Regions from separate parts of the Mus musculus genome. Here regions 1, 2 and 4 are each linked to region 3. A link is a contact called in public Hi-C, HiChIP or PLAC-seq and promoter capture Hi-C data. All regions are on one chromosome and are shown on one strand. Each heading gives the region's core, a stretch centred on a gene start, on an enhancer-like site or on the middle of the called end of the contact. The rest is flanking DNA. Distances are from core to core; before and after follow the strand shown.

Evidence for each region. Promoter capture Hi-C pulls out the DNA fragments that hold promoters and counts their contacts. A called contact is a pair of places that touch in the nucleus more often than the background predicts. HiChIP or PLAC-seq counts read pairs in DNA pulled down with a chosen protein or histone mark.
Region 1: a promoter capture Hi-C map of liver shows a contact between it and region 3, with 3 times the contacts expected there. The contact joins the enhancer-like site here to the promoter of Ralgapa2 in region 3. A contact is called at or near these places in 3 of 39 promoter capture datasets (3T3-L1-derived adipocytes and liver), 10 of 484 Hi-C or Micro-C datasets (LSK cells, cortical neurons, epidermal suprabasal cells and 6 more), 6 of 115 datasets of contacts at active chromatin or transcription factors (bone marrow-derived macrophages, embryonic stem cells and liver) and 2 of 9 other capture datasets (adipose tissue and liver).
Region 2: a Hi-C map of liver shows a contact between it and region 3, with 2.3 times the contacts expected there. The contact joins the enhancer-like site here to the promoter of Ralgapa2 in region 3. A contact is called at or near these places in 3 of 484 Hi-C or Micro-C datasets (the MNK3 cell line and liver), 2 of 115 datasets of contacts at active chromatin or transcription factors (effector CD8 T cells and embryonic stem cells) and 2 of 9 other capture datasets (adipose tissue and liver).
Region 4: a contact with region 3 is called in a BATF HiChIP or PLAC-seq map of CD8 T cells, with 6 read pairs. The contact joins the enhancer-like site here to the promoter of Ralgapa2 in region 3. A contact is called at or near these places in 2 of 39 promoter capture datasets (hippocampal neurons and stem cell-derived epiblast-like cells), 3 of 115 datasets of contacts at active chromatin or transcription factors (CD8 T cells, effector CD8 T cells and memory CD8 T cells) and 3 of 9 other capture datasets (adipose tissue, liver and pancreatic islet).

What each region holds. Positions count from the first base shown.
Region 1 is chr2:146,596,894-146,601,735 of GRCm38.p6, forward strand. No RefSeq gene overlaps it. Among named protein-coding and RNA genes, the nearest start is that of Gm52577, 24 kb to the left of the region's middle. Within about 2 kb of position 2,843, at least 2 of the 459 cell types and tissues checked have an H3K27ac peak or open chromatin away from gene starts, as enhancers often do. A contact at or near this core is called in liver, where this site is marked.
Region 2 is chr2:146,440,726-146,445,418 of GRCm38.p6, forward strand. It overlaps Ralgapa2 (Ral GTPase activating protein, alpha subunit 2 (catalytic)), which reads right to left. Exons shown (of 41, transcript NM_001033348.3): 10 at 3,059-3,286. Among named protein-coding and RNA genes, the nearest start is that of Ralgapa2, 69 kb to the right of the region's middle. Within about 2 kb of position 2,981, at least 11 of the 459 cell types and tissues checked have an H3K27ac peak or open chromatin away from gene starts, as enhancers often do. A contact at or near this core is called in the MNK3 cell line and liver, where this site is marked.
Region 3 is chr2:146,509,018-146,513,477 of GRCm38.p6, forward strand. Ralgapa2 (Ral GTPase activating protein, alpha subunit 2 (catalytic)) reads right to left here and starts at 2,987. Exons shown (of 41, transcript NM_001033348.3): 1 at 2,777-2,987. The coding sequence starts at 2,882.
Region 4 is chr2:146,415,208-146,420,062 of GRCm38.p6, forward strand. The region is part of intron 16 of Ralgapa2 (Ral GTPase activating protein, alpha subunit 2 (catalytic)); the gene reads right to left. Among named protein-coding and RNA genes, the nearest start is that of Ralgapa2, 94 kb to the right of the region's middle. Within about 2 kb of position 1,329, at least 18 of the 459 cell types and tissues checked have an H3K27ac peak or open chromatin away from gene starts, as enhancers often do. A contact at or near this core is called in CD8 T cells and memory CD8 T cells, where this site is marked.

The DNA.
Region 1 (4,842 bases), core at 1,593-4,092, 88 kb after region 3:
TCTGTGCAAAGGCTTTATTTAAGCCATCTCCCTAGTGTCCCTCCGATAAATCAGGCTTTTAGATCCTCAAAGAGTATATCTTCATGAGGCTTAAGCAAGTAAGCCACACTGCTGTGAAGGAATGAGTCTGGGGCAAGGGTGAGGTTTTACGTCATCTCCCCTTCTGTAAGTAGTCAACAAGAGACCCCCACTCCTGGGCAGAAGCCTGCAAAGGCTCCTCCATAGCCCACAAAGAGGTCATTTCAAGTCATTTCCCTTCCTAGTGCCAGCTTTTTTTTCTTTTAATATCGATCACTATAAACTAAATCTTGCCACTTATGTGTCCTGTCATAAAGAAAACATTCTTGCAGTTCTAACATAAACCCTAAACTTGTTGAACATTCCTGTCGTAGACAGTCAAGCCAGGCAGTCAAAGCTGCTTACAAAACAATTCCAATTTCAAATACTCTGTCCCTTTTTCTCTGGGAATCATTAAAAGGATCTCAAAATTACCAATATTTCCAACCCAGCTATATAATGGTCACAAACCCAGAGCATGTCACAATGACTTTATTTAGTTATGCCATTGGATCAACAATGAGTCCACTGTGGTTTCCGTGAAGTCTGTGCTGGGCGATATGCTTCATCTGCCCCTTCAGTGTTTCATCTTGCTTGGATGGGCTTTGGTTTTTTCAGGTGTGAAGACCGTGAACATCTCATTGACAGAAACGTGGTTCCAGGTGAGTTAATGCCAGCATGCTAAGGATGACAAAACCCCAAGTCAGTTTGTCCACTACTCAAATTTAAGAGGCTTTGCAATCTGATTCAATGAGAGGACACCTGGGCTCAGGACATGGCCCAGTGGGTACTGCGCTTTCTTCACAAGCACAAGGAATTCATCTGGGATCCTCAGCATCCAGTTTAAGATGGGTGTGGCAGTGCGTTCCTGTACTTCCAGCACAGGGGAGGCGGAGTGAGAGAGTGAGTGGATCACTGGGGCCCGCTGGCCAGCCAATCTAACCAGTCTGCCCAATTGATGAGCTCTGGGTTCAAAGAGAAGCCCTGTCGCTAAATAAATAAATAAATAAATAAATAAATAAATAAATAAATAAATAAATAAATAAAGGCAGAAAGCAATAGAGGAAGACACCTCACAATTGACCTCTGGAGAATCTTGAGTTTGAAGTGAGTGGATCTAGGTTATATAACAAGACTCTATCACAAGCAAAAACAAAACAAAATAAAACAAAACAAAACAACAACAACAACAAAAAAAACAGAACTGGAATGTAAAGAACAGAGAAGAAAATTATTTCAGAAGGTATGGAACTAAGGAATTGAGCAGGAAGGCAACCCCTCAAAGTGGCAATACTTCAAATGTGTGTTTTCCCACCTTAGAAGCTGACAGTTAAAAAAATAAAAATAAAAAGCTAGAACTGCACACAAAGAAGAAATTTGAATCAGTCAAGAAGTTTGCTGCTAGTGCTAGTGCCAGTGATGGCTACACAGGATAACCCCTTCAGGTGGTTGTTGCTGCTTAGATGAACACAAACAAGAAGAACAGTGGGGACTTGTAACTGTGACATTAGGCAGAAGCCAAGAGGCAGGGGCTTTAAAACAGCCACAGGCTAAAAGGCAAACTGATGGCAGTGGATAGCTGTGCCTCCCTGGCCCAAAGCCTAAGAGTAAATTCTTCAATGAATGTGCTTAGCTATCTCCTACATCAAACACTCATCCAAGTGTGGGCTACACTGACCAGTCTTCAGCTGACTGAGCAGTTAAGCCAACGCTAATGGAATGCAGTTAGTTGTTTCCTCCTCAATTGGTCTGACAAGATGGAGGACAGATTTCAAGTCATCCTGGGCAGAATACAGTTTCATTCCAATCTCAATAAGAACCACGCCCAAGACTTGAAGCTTCTTTGCTCTCCTGACTTGATGGCCTTGTCCCTTCTTGCAAGGTGCATTATATTTTCCCCGTACCCGGGGATCATTAAAACCCCATTAACCTGTCTTCAGTGATTCATTTGGTTCTTTCTGTGAGAAGGTCCTCTAGGAGAGGTGTCCCTCACTCAGGCGATTCTCCGGTCACATAACGTTGCTTGTTTTCACACAACGCTGCTTGTTTTAAATATGTAACATGACATGGTAATGAGGCAACATGACTAAGGAATGCTGGCATCATTTTTCGTATTCAGCCTAGATGTTATCAGTTAACTGGACGGTTACCTCAAGTCTTGAAGTTGAGGGCAGGTATTTGTTAAAGCCACTCCATCCAGCAGCCTGGGGTTCCCAGCACTTGGAGGCTAAGGTACATGTTTGTTTCTGTGGCATCCTACTGCAGAGTTACAGTGCTCATTCCTCTCCAGCTGCTCTGCCACCTTCCCCCCTCTATACCGAACCACCTCCCTCCTCTACTCAGAACTCACCAATGATCCCTCACTGTTAATGATTTTGTTAGGGTCAGAACCTGGATTTTAGCAGCTGAACAAGCCAGGCTCTCTCTTCCCTGTCCTCCATATACCAATTAAACAAAGGTAATAACAAAAAGCAGAAAAAGGGAGATTTCCCACCACAACGTGTCCACATTGAAATGAGGAATAAAGAGGTCTAGTGACCCACAAGTTCAGCTTTCTGTCTACCACTGCACTGCTGTCCCTGCCTTCCACTTGCCTTCAACTGCAAGGCTACTGCCATCCATGTACCAGCTCGAACTCTCAGGCCAAGGCTGATCTGATCCTTCAGATCATTTCAAGCGTCAGTTTCTTCTGCCAGAATGTCAGCGCGGTGATGAGTAGGTGAAGTCTCAGGCAGTAGGGTAGCGAGATTGAGGACAGCAGGGTGAGCGAAGGCCACTCGTTCAGTCAACAAAAAGCTCTGATAATGTGTCCATCGGTCAGGGGAATGGTTGGATAAAGTTTTCAAGAGTGTTAGTCAGCCATCGGTCAGTGGGGCTGAGAGACCACACTTTCTAGGTCATGCACCAAGTTTTGTCTCAGAGTCAATTTATCTGCGTCCTTCACCAGAAGCCACTATGTTCAGACAAGCAGGCCATCTTACAGTCACAGGTCTAATTTCTTACAAGTATGCCACAGTTCTTTTCCAGGGCCCCAATATCTGAGTAAGAACCTCTTTGGCAATACCTTTGTTCTCAGTCACATCTAGGAGGCCCAAAGCTGGGGACGACATTAGGGCAGTCTTGATGGCATAGGGCTGTTTATCTCTTTAATTCAGCAAAACCTGGAATCCACAGTCTTCAAAAGCCCGCAGTGCCCAGGAACTTTTCTAACTTGTTTTGCACTGGTCGGTGGGGGAATATGAAACACAGTCTCTTTTCTAGCTGCTTCGACAAGTAGGCCACTGGCCTCTTCCAAGGACTCGGCTTCTGTGTTAGCACCCCTTTTGCTAGCCTTTTACTTTTAGCCACGAACTGTGACGGGTTTGGTCATGGAGGGGAGGGCCACTCCCACAGCCTCCTCTATGTCCCCTTCAGCAGCCACAACATCCAGGGCCACTGACTTCTCAGGGACCACCCCTCTTTTGCTCCGGGTTTCCCGAGCTCATTTCTCCCTAGGCTCTAGGTCCATGGGTGGGACCACTGTGACCCGCTGGCTGCTTCCTGGAGTTGGAGTGGGAGGCAGGGCAGCTGAGGATCTGAAAGGAAGTGGTCAGCATAGGGATCTGACAGGATTCTTAGGTTTATTCCAGAGGGCATAACTCAAAAACAGTTGTCAGTTGTTAGTCCAAGTCTGAACACAAAGAGACACACAAGACACACATAGAAACCGTTTTCAGGCAACCACCATAGAATCACAGTACCACAGAAATGACAAATACAAGCAAGACCAATACAGGGTGTCTTACACGTGATTTCCAGAGAAGCCTGACACTATCTGTTCCAGGCATATACTGAACCCTAGGTGCTGGGTTGAGAAGGACTGTTTCAAATCTAACTTCCCAGCTTGACACCAGAGCATCCTCCAGCGTTGTGGCCTGCAACGTTTTGACATGTCTCACTGTCACTGCAACCAACCCAAATGGACCTCTCCGTGGGAAGGCCCCCAGAACCTGAGACCGGCCTAAAACCAAACCAAGATAATCAGTCAATCCCTTGGAACCAAAACCATACCTGAAACCAGACAAACCAAAAGCAAAACAGAATCAGAAGGTGGTCTAATGGAGGACACACAAGTGAACAAGACAGACAGACAGACACCCAGACATACAGTCAGTCAGGCAGGCAGGGAGGGATTCCAATTTATCTCCTATGTACAGTGTCTGTGTCCCATGATGAAAACCACAAACAAAAACAAGACAGCAACAGAGGAAAAAAAAGACACCAATATATCTAAGCACACTCATCCATGCCTGGACTTATACAATCAGCCAAACACGACTTCCTGACAGGGGTCAGATTCCACATGACTTCCTTCCTGACTGGGGGGTTGGGGGGGGGAGGACTCTGCTTCCACCCCCTTCCACCCGTGGAATGTCTTCCAGGGTTGCAGCCTGTAGGGCCTTAGGACGTCTTCCTCCCGCAGCCACTAGATCCTCCCGGTCCACAGTGGCAGCTACCAGAATACAGAATACCAGAACTAGGAACCCAGGCGGGACTCGAACCCACAATCCCAGAACTGAAAAACCAAGACACAAATTCAGCGGTGCCACACTTAGACACTTAGACAACAGACAACATACAAGACTCACACAAACAAACGTACCTCCAAGGGGTCTTTCGGGGTTCCTGGGTGTCACGCAGATCTCGGTGGAACCTCCAAATGATAGAACCTAGTGGGGAAACCCCCCACTCAATTCCCAATCCAGCGTGCACCCAAAGAATCACGAATAGACCGTCTTGATGTAA
Region 2 (4,693 bases), core at 1,731-4,230, 68 kb before region 3:
AGAGGAAAGCTCTGGCTGAAGTCACCTAGTGGGTTAAACTCTTTGCTCTGTGAAAAGCTTCACTTCACTGTCTTGCTCAGGGAAAGTTGTTCTTTCAGCTATCTTTCCTGCTTCTCCAGGGACAGCTGCCTTTGGCTACCCTGGGGTGAAACATGCCTGCTATACACTTTTGTAACTGCCGAGTTAGCTATTCCTGGGGAAAGGACATAAAATGGCATGGGACATAATGCTATTTAGTCAGCAACTTCTCTTTAAATTTGCAGAACGAACCCAGAACCTTTTATGGATAACAACAGTCTGTGTGACAGAAAAGCAAACTAACCAAAATTCAGAAATAGTATCATTCCTGCCAAATTCAAAAGCCTACCCACTATGCCCATACCCAAAATCAGTATCTATGGAGTCTTATACCTGCAACCCCTCAACATGGCTTCTTCTTTTTCTAAGACACACAAGAGTCCTCATCTTCCAACTTGTCACCTCGTTGCCAATAAAGTGCTTCCTTTCCCATCACCTTCTCTCTCAAATGTGTGGTTTCTCCAGGCAGCAATGAAACTTGACTTTCTGTATCCTCTTAGTCAGGGTTTCAATTGCCATAAGCACCATGATCAAAAGCAAGTAGGAGAGAATAGGAGTTTAACTGGCTCGTGCACGCCCATCACTGTTCATTACTTAAGGAAGTCAGGACAGGAACTCAGATAGGGCTGGAATTCGGAGGCAGGAGCTGATGCAGAGGGAGGCCATGGAGGAAGTTGGTTTATTGGGTTGCTCCTTACGTTTCCCTCAGCATGCTTTCTTATAGAGCCCAGGGATGGCCTCACCCATAATGGACGGGACTACCCAATCAATCACTAATAAGAAAATGCCCAGGTTTGCCTGCAGCTGAATCTTAATAAGGCATTTTCTCAATTGAGGTTCCCTTCTCTAGCTTGTGTCAAGCTGACATAAAAGTAGGCAGCACATGCAGCTATGCTGCAACTGATGCTCATGCAAACATACTGCAAATGCTCAGCCTTTCAAAGGAAAAAAGGAACATCTATAGCTACAGCAGGATACTCGTATTGGACAGAAAGCACACAAACACGGAAGAGAACTGGGAGAGAAGCCAGCTGTCTCAGGCCTGCTCATTAGACCCTCCACTTCAACAGGTCCCAGTTTTTACCTGCCACTCCGAGGTCTGTGCAAGATCATTTCCTTACCTGGTTTAGTCTATCTCCTGCTGCTCCACTCTGCTAGGAAGACTATACGCTGAGCTCTTCTGCTCTGCCTCATAAATTTCCAATCCTGTTTCCTCCTTTTTCTAGTATATATTTATGTTACAGTTTCTTGCTTACTGCAAAACTGTTTATCTTTTTTAAAATGTTAAATGTCCTCATGCCAAAGCTTCAACTTTAGAACCAAAGTCCAAAGTCCTTATAAAGTCTTCCTGGCTCTGACTTGTATGGTGAGAAAGGTTTGGCTTATAAATTCCTAAGTGCAAGAAAGACCTAAGATTCTTCTTCCCTGCTAATCTCTGGCCACATGTACAAGCCCAAATAAATACATAAATAAATCCACACTCACTATTTTTAAAGAACCAAAAAGAGAGAGAGAGAGAGTTTTGGAATACTTTCTTGAAGCCACTCAATCTCTCTCTCTCTGTCTCTGTCTCTCTCTCTCTCTCTCTCTCTCTCTCTCTCACACACACACACACACACACACACACACACACACACACACGTCACAATATCCAACACAGCAAGTACTCTAAGGCTGTGGAACCAAGGTAAAAGATTTGCTAAATACAAAACTAAAACAACCCTATACATTATGATTCCTAATCAATTTTGATAATGATACATTTAGTTAGTTACTTCCTTAGTGTTCTGAGACAAAGTTCCATATAGCCCAGAGTAATCTCAAGCTAGCCATGTAGTTAAAGCTTAAAGTCCTGTTCCTCCTGCTGCCATCTCTCAAATACTGGGATTATAAGTTTTTAATCATTGATCAGTGGTACACTTATCTGTTATAAGATAGATTTCTAGTGTAATAAAATTGGCTAGCCATAAGATGCCAGTCAAAACTGATCCCAGATACGTCTGCCCAGGAACACCAAGCCTGCTGCAAAGCACTGCACCGCTCGACTGCGGCCCAGCTCCTGCTCACTTTCTTTTCCTTCCCCTGCTCTTTCCAGCTTTCTGCTCCAGCTCTTCCCAGCTCTTCCTTTCCTACCTGAGGTATGTTATTCCAGGGCCCTGGATAAAGAGCTTTTCTCTCCTTTATGTCCTTTCTCATTCATCTCATTGCTCTTGTGCCACAAACATATACATACACACACACACACACACACACACACACACATACACACACACACACACATTCATTCATGTCATGTAACATGACAGGGAAATTACAACTTTCTGAAAGTGCCTCTGGGTTGTGTGAGTGCTGAAAGTCTCCAAACACTGGGTTTACTAGGCCCACCCTCTGAGCTGAGTCTACTATGGAACATGAAAGTATTTTTTAATTTCCCTTTGTTATATAGATGGGAAAAAAATGTAGGTCAGAAAAACTTGTGACAAACTAAAAGTAGGACTGGAAGGGAAATTTTTAGGCCAAATCATCAATGCTATTTACCATGTCATAAGTAAAACCACAATGCTACAGTTTGGATCTGGAATGTACCAATCTTCCCCCGGGCCAACGTGTGACTTGGTCCTGGCTTGGCACTACTGGGAAGTGGCATAAACTTTAAGAGGTATGACGTAGTGGGATAGCATAGGTCATGGCAGAGTGTGCCCTCAGACAAGACTGTAGGGCGCTAATCTCTTGATCTTTTTCTCACCCATCCATGAGGTAAACAGGCCTCAATCTGCTTCCTGTTCCTGCTTTAATATGCGGCCCTGCCAAAGGCCCAAAGCAACAGGACCAAGTGACCCTGGACTAAGACCCTTGGAACTGAGACAAAATACACCCCTGTGTTTACACTGATGTCCCTGCACATGGCTTACAGCAATGGGAAGCTGATTGACAGGAACAAAGATGACATCAACTTTATGACTGTATAGCACACACTGACCTGTCGAAATACTTCATTCACAAAATTCACATAACCCCGTGTTGACAGGAGGATCCGCTGCACCATCTCATACACTGTCCGATGCTCCTCTTCAATGCTACAAAGACTGGAGTTGCTGAGTCTTCGGTCAGACAAGGTGCTGCTGTTAGAATGGCTTTTGTCCTGTTCTGTGGACCCAGCACCATCCAGCTCTGGTACCTTCTCTTGTATTGCACCACCACCAACAGTCTGGAAAATGTCACCACAGATCTCAGCAATCCACACCCTCACTCACGAGCACCTAGCAAAATGTGGGTCCTGTCCTGCTCATTACCTTCTGGGGTTTGTGAATGTTGCAGGACTAGAGAAGCAATGCACACTCCCATAAGTGTGAGCATGTGTTCTGCCACTGATCCACGCCCCTACACCCAGGTCTGGCCTTGTTCCAAGTACTCTGATTGCCACCAATTGCACAGGGTACAAAGCAAGATGAACGTCAGCAGTTGCCTCAAACATGGACACCTGAACCTCTACTTACCAATTTCCTAATTAACCAAATAATCCTCCCTGAACTCAGTGACTTTAACAGGAAAACTACTAAGTTATTTCAGGGAAGAGGACTGTGAAATCTTGTCAGCTAAAAAGTTTAATTTGCATTTGTGAAATCACAGAGTAAGTTGATGTGTAAGTGCAATGTGTGCCATCATCACACCAGGGCTCTATACTTACACACTTAACTCTGCTGTCACAGAGGTGTGAAAACTTGGGAGACTGCTTATAACAAAAGGCTCAAAAGGCCCAGGCTCAAAAGGCTGGTAGTTAACATTTTCCATCTCTTCAAATGTTGTTCTTGGAGGCCCCGGTGGCCATATAAGAAATCTAATGACCTTGTTAGTGAGACAGCATAGATTAACTAGTTCCAGCCAGCTATCTCTCCAGCTAGCACTAACAGGTTTGTGGATAAAGTCACCTTAGATCCTCCAGACCAACCATCCACCAGCTAAACGATCACCACCCAAGGGCCCATGAAATATATTACAGGTATCAAGCCAGATTCTGTCCCACTAAGTAAAGACAAAACATAGTGTTAACGGGGTTCTGTTTTAAGGCACTAAGTTTTGAGGTGGTTAATATTACAGCAATGAAATAATTAAACTAGCATGAAGAATTATGTAGTATCAAGTTATTTAAACATAAGCTCCAGACCTAAGACTGCTTAGTGGATAAAGCACGTGCTGTACAATTATGAAGAGCTGGCTCTAGAAGGAGATCTGGCTTCCATGCACTAGAATCAAGCTGGAATGTGAAGCCATTGGCATGAGAGTCGATGCAGAGACGATGTCTAGTCCTCTGGTACATGCAGAAGACCCATCAGTGAAACAATCTACCAGGCCAGCACTACCATGGCTCAGAAAACTACACACTGCCACTTATTCCTTACCTCAATCTCTCTGCCACCCTGGTGCCCTCTGAACCCCACAGCTCATACTGAGACAAAAGCATTCTCAGAGTCAGTCTAAGTATGGACACCCACTGCTCATGAAGCAACTCTCAAGGGTAGGGCATGTCTCAGTTGTTTTGTTGGTGATGCCTGAGTGTGATACCGCTTGATTCCTCTATCCTGATCTGCCAACACACTCAGCACATTCTATTGCT
Region 3 (4,460 bases), core at 1,737-4,236:
AACCAGATAAAATATTTGATGCTGTGGGAATTAATACTTTAATGCACTAGTTTTCTTTAAAGTCGTCAAACTACTATTGTAAAGCAAAAGTTTACACCAAATATTACGGCTAGAACTCCTCAATTTTTAAAAAATTAAATTTAATTTTTTTAACTTATCCACTTTACTTCCTGTTCACTGCCCCCCTCTCAATCATCCCTACCACAATCCTTCTCCCTCCCCCTCCCCCGACTCCCTCACCCCTCTCCCCTCCCCTTCTCTTCTGAGCAGGTGGGAACCCCTGTGGGTATCCTCCCAACCCTGGCACATCAAGTCTCTACAAGGCTAGGCACTTCTCCCACTGAGGTCAGACAAGGCACCCCAGCTAGAAGAACATATCCCACATACAGGCAACAGCTTTTGGAATACTGTTCCAGTTGTTCAGGACTCACATGAAGGTCAAGCTGCACATCTGCTACATATGAGCAGGGAGGCCTAGGTCTAGACCATGTATATAGAATTCCTCAATTTTATTTTTATTTTTTTGAAAAAAAAAAGAGCCCCTAAAGTTAAAGATCACAGTAGGACATAAAGGAAACTTGGCCACCATCAACAACAAAAGTATTCCTAATGAAATATGGAAGAACTCTACACCGCAAACAGTATTTTAAACAGATTTTTTTTTCACATACAAAGATGATTCAGGCTGCAGACATGGCTCAGAGGTTAAGAGCACCTGCTGCTCTTATACAGAATTTGGTTCCCAGTAGTCCCTCAGAGCAATTCACAATCACCTTTAATTCCAGCCCCAGGGGATCTGTCTACTGGCCTCTATGGTAACTATACTCACTAGCACAAAGCCCACCACACACACACACACACACACACACACACACACACATTAAAAAGATAAAATCATAAAGAGATGCCATTGGCCAGGTTCACAGCCTATCCCTGCCACTTGCACCTGGAAGGAGCCACACACCTTAGGGGAGAAATTAAGGATACTCAGACCTGAAAGTATCCATTTTCTCTGGACGGTAACAAAGACAGTGTATCTCTAAGAAACCACTCTGGTCTAGGTTTTCTGTCTTTATAAAATGTAGCCAACTTAATCTTGGCCTTCTTGGTCAGAACAAAGGTTTAAATTCTTCAGCACAGAAAAAGTTCCAAAGTATCAAATGCCTTAAAATACTGTTCAGTTCTCCTTTATCAAGAATGCCCCTGCAGCAGGAACTAATCAGATACTAAGGACCCAACACAAAGCACTTGTGTGCCTAGACATTTCACTACAGGAAGGAGAAAGTTCAACTTACCAAGAACATCACATTTTGCTTTCAGAAGTCCAGAAACTAATCCTTCTAACAGTAACTGATTTACATTCATTATAAACTGAACACATTAAGTGTAATATCTGGGGATCTGAGATAGTAACTTCAGTTGTCAAAATCTGGTGGGTTTTGAGGGGGAAGGGAGTAGGTTTTGAGGCAACAGTCATGGTTTTGAGTTTTGCATTTGGTTGGTTCATTGGTTGGCTGATTGGCTGGCCAATCCCCCACTCAGAAATAGTTTACACAATATAAATAGAAATAATTAGCAACTCTTAATCTCATTAACAAGAATGCTTAAAATTCTCACCTATAAAATGAATTCTTTTGTGCCCTATTTTCTCAAGTGGCAGATGGTCTAAAATTTTAAAAACACTGGGTTTTTAATTTTTTATTATTGTTTCAACAGTATACATATGTAGAAGAAACCTGTCTTTTCCTTGGCCCCCAAATACAGATAAGTCTGTCCAGACAGACAGAAGATAGAACTAATGCATAGCCTAGCCAAGCTACACATCACCAGCATCAGATAACCTGTGGACACTTCACACCCACAGGGGAGAGCTTTCAAGCCATCACAAGTCAATTCCAGGCCCACTTGGGCTCTGCAGAACCTCCACCCTGCAGGCCATGAATAGGGAAGGCAAAAGGGAGTAATGGTTGTCACTCTGATGATAAGGGAGAAGCTGCCTCCCTGGACCCAAAGAAAGCCTAGCTTCCTCTGATCAGAGCCCCCTTCACACCAAAGACCCAAGGAAACAGCTATCAGCCGGACCCTTCCATCCTCCCTCCCCCAACCCCCAAAAAATGTAAATTTAAAAGAGAGAAGGGCAGGAGAGAAGAAATGACATCTAATCTGTCCTGGGGTCAGCTGAAATCAATCCTACCTAAAGTCTTACACTCAAACATAGTAACATTTTAAAAGGAGAGTGAGTGAGAGATGGTAGTTCAACGAAGTCTGTGATGGGACCACATGAGCTATTGGTCTAACCCAAGTTGTCAAGAATTTAAATTTTTAGAATGGGAGAGGGAGAGGGAGGTGGCAGAGAGGAGGTGGCAGAGAGGTAGGGCTGCGTGTGCGTGTGTGTGTGTGTGTGTGTGTGTGTGTGTGTGTGTGTGTGTGTGTGTTCAAGCCCGCCCCACTTGTGCTTGGTTTATTTCCTGGAGAGGACAGCTTATAGTCACCTCTGTGCCTGCTCTCAGGCACAGAGGTTACCCGAGGCTAGGCACCCAAAAGAGAATCCTGGCTAAGTTTACACTTGGGACGACAGAGCAGCGCCCAGGGCCAACGTACAGCCTTCAGGAACAATGCCTCAAGGGTCCCGATCTAGGCTAGCAAAGGTCGGCTGCGCACCATTCCCAGCTCTCTACATCACTCGGACCTGAGACCCCATCAGGCCCACGCCGCGGGTGGGACCCGGCCCTCCCGGCAGGTGGCTCTGACCCACAGCCCACGCCCCACGCCTCACCCAGCAGCGCCCGCAGGTGCTTCAGGCGGGTCAGCACGTCCTTCTTGGGGTCCAGCACCTTCTGCGTGGACTTTTTCACATCTCCGTGGCTCCTTCGGGAGAACATCCCGCCGCGGTAAGCCTGGGCCCCGCCGGCGGGGCAGGAGGCGCCTGCGCCGCACGAGTCACTGCATAGGGTCGCGACGGGCGCGTGTCGCTCCGGCCACAAGCCGCCCCCCTCCCGGCCGCCTCGCCGCCTCAGCCTCAGCGGAGGCTCCAGGAAGGAGGGGCGGGCCGAACGGTCAGGGGCGGGGCAGGAAGGCGGTGTCGATGCGAAACCCTCGGCCCCGCCCCACGGGTGCCTCTGGTCCGCCCTCCGGCGCGACGCACGCGCACATCCCGGACTGTTCACGCACTAGGAGCCTGAGGCTAGGAACCTCGCGGGGACGCGCGCCCAGCTTCGAGTCTGCGCAGTGACCTCCAATCAGATTGCGGTGTTTTCCATATGACCAGGACCGCGAGCTCCCGCCCCTATATGGGCCGCAAGTGCTCCCGGGAACTGTAGTCCCCACAAGACGAAGCGCAGCGACCTGCTTTCCAGAGTGCTAGATGCCACCCTTGAAACTCACACTCCCTCCCCTCTACTGCCTGGCCTGCGTACCTACCCCTCCCAACCCCCCACTCTCTCACAGACACACACAAAGTAAGAAAAGCTGTAGGACTTTTAAATTTTGAAAACTATTTCTAGATTTTTTTTTTTTTTTTTTACTTCTGGATTCACACTAAGGAGCAAGACAAAGCACGTGTGGCCATGTCAAAATCTGATCTCTAATTTCACACTAAAGTAAATAAATGGCTTTGGTAGCAGAGAAGAGTGGGCCTGTTGTCCAGTGAGGTCCACTCAGTCCCCAAGGCATCTGGAACCCAATCTCAAGTGCAGAGGTCAGTCTTGCCTCTTGCTTTGCGGATAGAGCTCCTGGGTTATGCAAGGCCTCATAGCAATCCAATAACAGAACCAGAAATAGAACCTGAAGGACCTGACTCTCGGGCCAACATGCTTTTTAAGGCCAGATGCCTATTCACTGAAGCAAGACTTTAAGACAGAAGATGCTCAAATGATTTCTTACCAGAAAACTGACTATATAATTGTTTATTATCATCTGGATCCCCAAGGTTTGATATTTTGGCTTTATTAGCAAGTACCTAAAGAGGCACCTTAGAATCACATGTTTTTCATCCAAATAGGCATAATCCAAGAGTCTTTTTCTCTAGTGGAGGAAAGTGCTAGAAATGTACACACCCTTGTATTAAGCTTGGTATTTGATCTCTACAGGCACTCAATAAACTCATTAAGTTAAAAAAAAAAAAAGATGATAAAGCAGCCCTACACATTTCAACTCAGCATGCAAAAACTTCTCCGTTCTGGTAAATTCTATTTTTAGAGTTATCAAAATAGCATGGCTACGACTAAGATATACCCAAAGGAACAGTATTTAGCCAAAAAAACAAAACAAAACAAAACAAAACAGACTACAGACAGATCACCTAACAGCAGAAATCTCACAGACCTAGAGATGTAATCTCCATGCCTAGGATGATGGGAGAGCTGTTGCGCCTCCTGCATCCCCAGATGACATCATAGATGAAGGCCATAATCTCCCCAATTCTGTTGTAAGGGAGAGAAGTGATGCTGTCTCTAACATTA
Region 4 (4,855 bases), core at 79-2,578, 95 kb before region 3:
ATGGGTCTCGGGCTCCCTCTGCTGGCACGATGTTGTTGAAGAAAGTTCATGTTGGGCTGAGGCTGCTCCCATTCTACTGTGTCCATCTGAGTGGCTTTTTTTTTTTTAACTAATGAAAATGATTTTCCTACTGATGTAAAATGTAAAGACACAGGATTTCCTTTCAAACAAACAAAAAAAATGACATCTGAGTTACAAAACAATTGTGCAATAAATTTAGATTTGATGCATCCTGTTTTAAATGTCACACAATTTTTGTTTAAATCACTTTGAAGAACAGAATTCTGCCTCAGACTCAGTTCATTTATCCTCTGTGAAGTCTAATAACACTCGATCAAAAGCACTAACTTTCCTGTCTCTTGAGGATGTAGTTTCTCAACACCATTCCTAACCCACTGTTTTCTAAAGCTCCACTAAAACCATCAGCAAAATGATCATAAGGATTCGTGGCTTTTACCCCCACTGAGAAGAGTCAGCATGACTGAAGTAAATGTGTATGTTCTGCAGCTAACTTCTATTTTCTCCAGATGTCTGTCTACTTTTCATTCACTCTTTAATTACAGACTTCCTTATTTCATCTTATTAAATAAGCAAAAATTCTATGTTCCATTTATCCCTCATGCAAGGATGCACAAGCACAATTAGAATGTAAGGTCCTAGTTTAAAAAATACCACTGGTGATACCAACTTGATCTCACAAAAGCCCAGGAGATGCTTTCCATTTAGCACTCTCCATGTCCACAAGGTCCTGCTTCCTGAGAGTAAGTTAGTCCAGGTCCTAACTGGAAGAACTTCCATGGAGCTTGTGGAAAGACAGAGAGGCAGCTCAGCAAGGCCTCCCCTTAGGTCCCATATACTGGGATAAAGGAAGACAGTCTATCTGCTAGTTATAACCATTACAACATTCCCAAAAGAAAAAAGAAAAATCTACCCTTGCATAGCATGCAAATGCTACAGACTGATAAATGTCCCAACAGAGAAAAAAGTAACACTGCAAGACAAGCGGGAGGGACTGTTTTCAAGAAAAAGAGAGGGGACTCCCCAGCTGTCACAACTACTCCCAAGGTGCACAGATTTCTCCCTACTCATATTAATGGAAGTGGGTCATTTTGACTCTCCCCAAATTTAAACACCATTTGCTTCCCACACCTCCAGATCTACTACCATTGCTTCTATTATTACAATTCTGGTGGGTTGACTCACACAGATTAGAAACCAAAACAAAGACTTCTGCCATAATAAAAACAAAACTAGCAACCACTGACACAGTGAAACTAAAAGAAAAGCAAAAAACAAAAAACCTCAACTTGTAGCCAGCAAGAAGGAGAACTGAAATGACTTACTTATCATTTAGCTGCAGCTTAGCAGTAGATCGCCATCCACTCAGAGGTACATCAGAACACAAACCATGCTGCAAATTACCAGCCAAGTAGAATGGCTACTCACTTCTCTCAGCCTAGTCTACTCACGGGACAGTCACAAAGGACAATGGTATCACACTAACTAATAAAGCACACCTGGAGTCAGACTGAGAAGGCACTCATTACTGTACCTGTCACATCAAATGGCAGTAGCAGTTTGTCCTTAAAGTCACCCTGCTATAAAATCAGTGAAGATGGCAGAGATAGGGAGACACAGACCTGCTCCAGCCTGCTCCACTTTACAGGGCTATTTGCCCATCTGCACAATAGATCCTTAGGTCTGACCATCTTCTGGTCTAGGCTGCTTCCAGTGAGGATATTGAGTAGGATCTCTGGCTTCTACCTACCAGACAACCAAAAATGTCTCCAGATGTTGCCAAATCATTCCTAGTTGAGAGTCACTGCAGAAAGTCACTCAATTTCTGCTGGTGCCATGTACACACACACACACACACACACACACACACACGAAGAATTTGAGTGAATGAAAATATAACTCTGAATAAGAACAAAACTTTTACAAATGAAGAGATATTAATAGGAAGAATTTTTTTTTTCTGAGAACATATTCCAGAAAAACAAGTAAAAAAAACTTAAATGTAACAGTACGGAAATAAAATAGAGAAAGAAATAAAACTTTTTACATTAAAGATTTCTTTTTGGTGTCAATTAGCCAAATACCTAGCAAATTCTTTCCAATGCCTCATTCATCACCTCTAAGAAGATGCCTTTCCTGGACAAGCTGATCCGCAAGCATTTACTGCTCAGCAGCCACTCACCTGAGAGTCCCCCTCCGATGCCAGCAGCCTCACTGTTTTCACACTCAGTGTTTACTAAAGAGAGTTTCTAAGCAACATTATAGTCCCCATTCTCAGTTAAAACTAACTTCTTTCCTCATGGTATTTTACTTCAGCTTTGATTTTATTTTGCCAAACTACAATGGTGCTACAGTGTCTGAGCTATAGAAACTGTACTCACACTATCTCCAGTACTGAAAACATCTTAATCTATATCTATATTCAGAACATAAAAGGAACATGAAAACATTTCCCTCTTAAGATATAATTCACCTTAAAATCACTGAAAAATATCTCTTTGTAGATTTAATTATTCAACACATAAAATAAATTCCCTTTGAGAAGTGACTAGGCAAAACATGAGAAAACTAATTTTTGGTATTACAACACCCTCCTTTGTAACTGGCACAACAGTGATTACACACAGTGGTAGGACACAGTGTGGCATCTTGATGCATGGACAATGTGGGAGAAGTGACATTGGAGCAGGATAACTCATGTACCTATTACCCTCTCATTTACGTGACAAGCTCATTCAAAATGCCCTACTCAGGCCATTACAAGATATACAATAGATTATTACTAACTCTATTCACATTGCTGTGCTAGAGAAAAAAATACACATAAACTTAATCCAGTTGAATTAACTGGGTGAAGTCTAAGAACAAATGTTTTGAAAATTAGCACTGGTTAGTGTTTTTTGTTTTTGTTTTTTTTTTAATTAAAATCTCTATTACAGCCATGAATCTGATAACTAGCAGGATTGTAGAATTTTTGACTACCTAATAGCTACTAAACATGAACTACACAAAAACAACAATTAATATTTTTTGAAATTTAGCACAAGTGCAACAGACACCTTCTGAGTGTGACTGGGGGTGGCAGGAGGGAGAAGCCAGGGGGTGTGGACGGACACATGAGACAACAGTACAGTACCTGACAGCCTGTGAGAGCAAGAGGAGTAAGAGAGACCAGGTAAGAGAGCGCTCACGGTATGGAGGAGGAGCGGGACGCTTTTAGTAGCAGGCAAAGCCTCAGAGAGGTGGACACAGTTGCTGATAGACTGGCTTCGCTTAGCTTCCAGGAGAGATAAAGTAACATTATATCAGAGCACATCAAGAGCTTTTTCCACTTCTAAGTTCTTAAGGTGCTGCGTTCCCCCAAACATTTAAAGGAAGCCATTTTAGGCTTTAAAGAAATCAATAAAATGAGAGAACTAAATCACAGTCTCTAAATACAGCCAACCTTGCAGCCAAACACTGATGACTTAGAATGGTTATTCCACAAAAAGAACTAGTTTCATTTAAGAATGCTTCCTTTTGCTGCTGTGTATCAGAGAGCATCAGAATGATGTCTGGTTGCTTGCTCAGCATCATCATTATTACATTATCAACACATTAGTATCTCTTCCTAAAGGATACACATACAAAGACCACAGTGAGAAAAGGAAAATCTGGTCCAAGACAGAAATTTTTCTATTACATCATAAATAATTCAGAAATTGATTTACTGAGAGCCGAGTGTATTTAAAAGCTAATCATTTAGCATTTAGTATACAAGATATCCCCAAAGCTCATAAATATATGACTCAGTTATACATTTTATTTGATATACATGAAACCTATCTTTTTATATTGTATTTCACATTTAGTTGAGCAAAAGTTTCTTGGTATGAACTTTTGATTTTCTCACTGTTGGTTAAATAAACACTCAATAAAACAAACATGGAATGTGCTTCAGATACATAAAACTATCCTTAAAATCCATAAATCATCAGTGCTATCCTTAAAATAGAAATAAAAGTGATTATTTGCTATGTTGTTATTTTACGTACCTCTGCAAAGCATAAGTAAAACAAACCCTTATACAATGGTGGCACATTTAAACAAACTTTTTACTCTACTGTCCCTTCCCTGTCCCTTGCTATCAGCGTTTCCAGTGATGAGATTACTATATAGTTCATGAATATGTAAGATAATATGTAAAGGGCAACATCCATGTAAATGTCAAAGTGTAGAAGATCTGTTTACCTCTGTATGCAGCCAGCATTTCATTTGAGCACTGTTTAAAATCTTTCCTTTTTGTAACCAAATGGTTATGCATTTTTCCAAAATAGATCACCATAAATTTTACAAATAGTAAAATACTGGCTGTTTTATGTGGCGATTAAGACTCACTTTGATCACCCTGAGTTTGGATATCTGAATCCTCACCATCATTGACACTGAGAGCCAGAGTTGTCTTTCCATGACAGGCCTCTTCAGTTACACTCTGATATCCTCCCTATAAAGCCTGTTTCCCTGGTGTCAGCATCAGTGACAGCTTCTTTACCTAACTGAAATCTGCGAGGTGAACCACTGTATGAAGAGCTTAACTGCTCTCTTAATGACAGTAGAGAAACAAAGTCATTTTTGAGTGGCTATCCCATAATAATTCCTGCTAGCTGATACTAATTCCTCCTGAGAACATAGAGAATGACCTCAGTGAGCTTATACACTCATATAAATGCCTTCTATACACTCACACTGCAGGGAAATACTCTGGGCCTTGTTAAAAAAACAGGAAAATAAAGCTGAGTAAAATCACTCATGTGCTCATGTGTGTTACTTTTAATAAACAGCAAGGTATACAAAAATC